Linked DNA regions of Mus musculus: region 1 is linked to region 2. A link is a contact called in public Hi-C data. All regions are on one chromosome and are shown on one strand. Each heading gives the region's core, a stretch centred on a gene start, on an enhancer-like site or on the middle of the called end of the contact. The rest is flanking DNA. Distances are from core to core; before and after follow the strand shown. Region 1 holds the start of Cep63 (centrosomal protein 63). Region 2 holds the start of Mrps22 (mitochondrial ribosomal protein S22).

Evidence for each region. A called contact is a pair of places that touch in the nucleus more often than the background predicts.
Region 1: a Hi-C map of CD4 T cells shows a contact between it and region 2, with 5 times the contacts expected there. The contact joins the promoter of Cep63 here to the promoter of Mrps22 in region 2. A contact is called at or near these places in 1 of 39 promoter capture datasets (erythroid cells) and 1 of 484 Hi-C or Micro-C datasets (CD4 T cells).

What each region holds. Positions count from the first base shown.
Region 1 is chr9:102,624,800-102,627,499 of GRCm38.p6, forward strand. Cep63 (centrosomal protein 63) reads right to left here and starts at 1,325. Exons shown (of 17, transcript NM_001081122.1): 1 at 1,105-1,325. The coding sequence starts at 1,182. It overlaps Anapc13 (anaphase promoting complex subunit 13), which reads left to right and starts at 1,497. Exons shown (of 3, transcript NM_181394.3): 1 at 1,497-1,547.
Region 2 is chr9:98,600,244-98,602,943 of GRCm38.p6, forward strand. Mrps22 (mitochondrial ribosomal protein S22) reads right to left here and starts at 1,436. Exons shown (of 8, transcript NM_025485.3): 1 at 1,230-1,436. The coding sequence starts at 1,401.

The DNA.
Region 1 (2,700 bases), core at 75-2,574, 4.0 Mb after region 2:
CGGGAGGAAGCAGCAGCAGCATGATTAACAATATCTCCATTGTTTCTGAAACTTCAGCATATACACATTTTAAAGGGACATGTGTCTGTGGTTTAAGTCTCTAACCCTCTTTAGTTTCGCAGCCTCCTTTACTATACTGACCACTGAGGACGACACAGTAAAAGACAGAGAGCACGGGACAAAAATTAACCTAAAAATGGCGCTGCATTCCAAATAAGATAATTCGTTTCATCATATCGTTAAGCTGCAGCCTTTAAGAATAAGTGTAAAAGCCGGGCGTGGTGGCGCACGCCTTTAATCCCAGCACTCGGGAGGCAGAGGCAGGCGGATTTCTGAGTTCGAGGACAGCCTGGTCTACAGAGTGAGTTCCAGAACAGCCAGGGCTACACAGAGAAACCCTGTCTCGAAAAACAAAACAAAAAAAAAAAGTGTAAAAAGCTAAAGATAACTATAGCCATTGATCTCTGACTTACATACAAAATATAAAATACAAATATTCGAGTTGTACAAAGAGCTATAATAAAGTAATACATTTTTGAAACTCTAAATTGGCCTCAAGAAAGCCAGGCGAGGTGGCGCGGATCCTTAATTAGGAGACATAGGTAGGCCCATCTCTGAGTTTGAGGCCAGCCTGGTCTACACTGCAAGTTCCAGATCATAGCTACAAAGGAGAGCCAGCGCTAGTTGGGGAGAATGGGGAGCACTTTTGGCAACAAGTCTACAGTCTGTAAATGAAAACTAGGTCTGACATCAGAATGCACTAACTCCACGATTTTGTAAAGGACAAAAGCCCATTCACTGTCAAGTGTCTCCGCGTGAAAGCGCTGTTGTGGAATTCCCCTTTCCAAACTTTCACTCCACCAATCTTGTTTCCTATGCTTGACTTGAAAGCGTGAAGCCATCTGCAATTCCCCTGCCATCAGGGGTTCCCGCCACATTTCCGCACCTCTCATACTAACATCACCAAGGAACCCTGCGGGCTTCCCGCTGGGCGGCTAACGCTAAGGCCTGGTCCTACACCGGCGGCAGCAGCAGCAGCCGGGTCCCTTCCCGGGAGCCATGCAGCCCACAGCCCGCAGCCCGCCCTCCCGCAGGCCGAAGCACCTGGCCGGCCAGCCCAGAGTCCCATAGGGAGGAGGAGGAACCCAGGGGCGCGACGACCGGGCAGCCGCAACCCGGCATTGGAAAGCCCCGCGGCAGGTGGGCCGCAACGAGCTGCGGCCGCGGGCCATGAGGCCTGGAGCCTAGCGGCACCACCGTGGCCAGGGCCGAGACCGCACCACAGTTAGCCGCAGCTCGCCCGTCTTTGGGGCATGCGGTCGGTTACAGAGCGCGCCCCCGGCAGAGCGCGCCTCCGGCGGAGCGCGCCCCCGGGCCTGCCCGCCGTTCCTCCGGCCGGGGATGCGCGCAAGTCACAACAAATCGCTGTCCGTCCCGCCCCCTGCCGCAGCGCTTGGACTCACCCACATCCGGGGCTTGAGAGCGCCGCGAGTCACGTGACCCAGAAGAAGGGCGGGGCCGGGAGGAAGCCGACGCGCGCGCAGTGGGTAAGGGTTTTTCGCGCCCGCGGCCCGGGTTTCCGAGGGTGGCCAAGCGTTCGCCCTCGAACTCCGGCGTCTACCGCTTCCAGAGGCGCGGGCCGGTACTTTCAACCGAGCTTCAGAGCCACTTCTTTACTGCACGCTGTGCGGAGTGGAACGGAGCCCCCATGGCGACGCTCGACCTCCCCCCTTGCACTTCCGCATGTAGTATCCTCCCACCCCTCGAACCGGAAGTCGCTGCAGCGGGTGACTGTAGTGTCCCAGGATGGTGGCCTCCGAGGGCCATTTTAGTGTAGGCGCCGTGCTCGTAGCTTAGAAATACATTTACAAAGCTGTGTGCATGAAAGGTGTGTATGTCTCATAGGACGTACGCATCTAATGTCTAGAAAGAGATATCCGGGCAATGTGACAAGCTTTCCTCCTGTTGTCACGTATTGTGCCCAGAGATCTAGGGGACTGGTGAAGGAATGGACCCTTGGGACTGCACTCAGCCTGGGGTCTAAAGGAAACAATCTGAGAGCTGAGAGTTTGATATTATCTGGTATCCGGAGCGGGGGAACTTTCTGTTTACGTAAAGGGTGAGCACCCGAGCACCTGACCCAGGAAAATAGATGTGTTTGGAAGGACGGCCAAGCATAAGTGATGAGGGACGGGGGTGGGTGAAAAGCGTGCTAGTTTCTAAGCATGTAGAAGAGAGTCATGTTACAAAGTATTGAGGCGAACTTGTGGAAAGACTGGGTATCCTTACATTACCGCTGGAGACAGTAGTACCCTGCCAGTCAGTCACAAAGCTGACCTGACTTGTTTCATAGATCATTTGAGGCAAGCAGCAAAGCATTCAAGGACAGAGCCTGCTGAAAAGCTGGAGAGAAAGTCAGAGCACTTTAGAAAAAGGTGCAATCCATAGGGACTGGGAAAGTCAGCACCAGAAGGTGTGAAATGCAGCCCAAGGCTCAGCTACAAAAACAAAAGGCTTGTCAAACCCTGAGGGGTGATTAGAAGTGGCCCTTCAGCTGGCTTTGCGTTATCCACTAGCTAGGGTCTGGTTATGTCTGAGGAAAACTGCTAAGTTATCACCTGGTTTTAACGTGGCAGAGGGAGCTTCAGTGTGTGTGTGTGTGTATACGCGTACACGAAAGTTGTGGTGGTGGGGGAGATT
Region 2 (2,700 bases), core at 186-2,685:
TAGGGTTTCTATTACTGCAATGAGTCACCATGGCCATGAGCAAGCTGGGGAGGAAAGGGTTTGGCTTACACTTCCACAGTGTAGTCGTCTATCGTTGAAGGAAGTCGGGACACAAACACAAGTTGCCCAGAGGCAGAAGCTGATGCAGAGGCCATGGAGGGGTGCTGCTTACTGGTTTGCTCCCCCTGCTTTCTTATAGAATCCAGGACCACCACCAGCCCAGGCATTGCACTACCCACAATGGACTGGGCCCTCCCACCTCAAACACTAAGTAAGAAAATGTCCTACAGCTGGATCTTATGGAGGCATTTCTTTCCATTCAGATAACTCTGGCTTGTGTCAAGTTGACACAAAACTAACGAGAACGTTTCTTTGAAGACCAAACTCCTGTGTTTATTCTCATGGTCACCCACAAGCTCCAGTAACTATATACATGCTCAGCACTACACTGTCTTGAGACAAGCTCACGCACCTGCTCGACTCTAGTGATCGTTTTTTTACTCCAGTGCGCCTCAATTTGTATCTAACTGTATACTGACCCTGGAATAACAAAGACATCTCAACTTCAACACAAAACAAGCAAAATTCCGCCTCCTTTCCCGTTTTTTAATTTTCATTTTACCGAGTCATCAATCCAAACTCAAAAATCAACCACATAAACTGTTTCTACCATTAATGTTCTCTAGCTTGCCACGAGTCTCCATTCAACTGCTTACCATCAAAACCTGGACACTTACTTAGACATTATCAATCCTAACTCCAAAATACGTTCCCCCAAAATACCAGCGTTCAGTTTCTTCTCTATACCTCTGCTTATTATGGTGTCCTCTTGTTCTTTTAACCTTAGCATGGTTAGCCTGGTGGCAGCGTTGCCCGTATTTTCCCTGGGATTCATCCCTATGCGTCCAACATAGTTTGAAAGGCAGCTAAGTGCTTTCCGCCCCCCCCTCCCCCCATGCCCGACGTAGCCTGGATCACAGAACTCTGCCAATCGCCACTGGGATAACAGAGTCCAGGTCAACCCTACAGCATGCCCCAAGCTAATGTAGTGTAATGCTTTGCAAGGGGCGGCACGCAAGCACTAGTGACTGAATGAATGAATGAATGAGGACTTAGATAAGTTCTGCAAGGACGGACGGAAGCCGCACGCAGTCTGACAAGCCGCCTTCACTCGTTAGAGCAAGCTCTAAGTTTCCCGGGCGCTCAGCAGAGTTCTGGCGGTCACTCACCTGCCTCGGAGCTGAGCAGGCGGCGAGGCTGCCCCACCTCGAATGGCTGGGGCCGCGTCGCGAGCAGAGCATCGGGGTGGCGCTGGGCTGTGGCCCGAGTACAGACCCGCCGTGCTCGCCGAGAGCCCAATTGGAACCTCCACAGCGACAACGGTGTTCTGACTGCAGCCATGATTACCAGACGCTCTTTGCGCCGGAATCGATAGAGCAACTTCCGGCTCGAGAGGTTTTTGTGCAGCATTCTGGGAAATGTAGTCTGGGTGGAGGCAAGGCGCCGCGGAAGCGTTTTAAAACTACTAAAATCTTTGTGCAAGCAAGGCAAGCACTGTATGGAATGAGCTATATGCCCCGCCCCGCTTCCCTCTTAGAGACAGTCTCTGCAGTCTTGACCTCAAACCCGCTGCAATCCGCTTTCTGACCTCTGATTACAGATGTGGGAATGAACTTTTTAAAGAATTTTTTTAAAGTAATTTTGTTTGTGTGTGCATGCGCATGAACTTGTATGTGGAGGTCAGAGGATAGCCTGGGAGAGTCGCCGCTCTCTTTCGACCCAGAGATGGAACTCAGGTGAAACTTGGTAGCAGGTATCTTTACAACCTGAGCAGGAATCTCACCAGCCCATTTACTTTTGTTTGTTTGTTTATAGTATTAGCTTTATCATTTGTATACAAGACATATACCACATACACACACATGCATACACACATAATACATACATGTTAAGAGTACATACATTAAGAAACAAAATAGTCGGGCGTGGTGGCGCACACCTTTAATCCCAGCACTTGGGAGGCAGAGGCAGGCGGATTTCTGAGTTTGAGGCCAGCCTGGTCTACAGAGTGAGTTCCAGGACAGCCAGGGCTACACAGAGAAACCCTGTCTCGAAAAAAAAAAAAACAAAAAAAAAACCAAAAGAAACAAAATAAGGGCTTGGAATTTAGCTCAGCACTAGAGTACTTGCCCTAGGTTCGGGTCCTAACAACACATGGGCACGTGCAACATCCCACCAACTGCTTATTCACAAGTACGTGTTTGAGTCTCTCGATGTGTGTACAGGTTTTTTGTTTTGTTTTTGTATTTTTTTCCTCTGTGCTCCTTTTCTCTTTTCTTTTTGGTTTTATGGTTCTGAATAATGAATGTGTATTGCCCTCCTAGACCTCTTCCCCCACTTGCGGGTTTAAATCCAACTGTTTGCAGTTCTTTCAAACTTTTCAAACGCACCCCAAATGTTTGTTCTTCATTCTGAATCCATAACCACCAATCACCTTATACCTTCCCTTCATCGGCCCTTCTATAATTTCTGGTCATTCTCCTTATTATCTGCTTATTTTTCTCACCACATGAAGGCTATGCCTATACATTATTATAATTTTACCTAGTACTGTTTATGTGCAGAACAAATACTTGTTGAATGAAAGAATGGATGGGTGGATGGATGGATGGAAGGATGGATGGATTGGTAAATGGATGG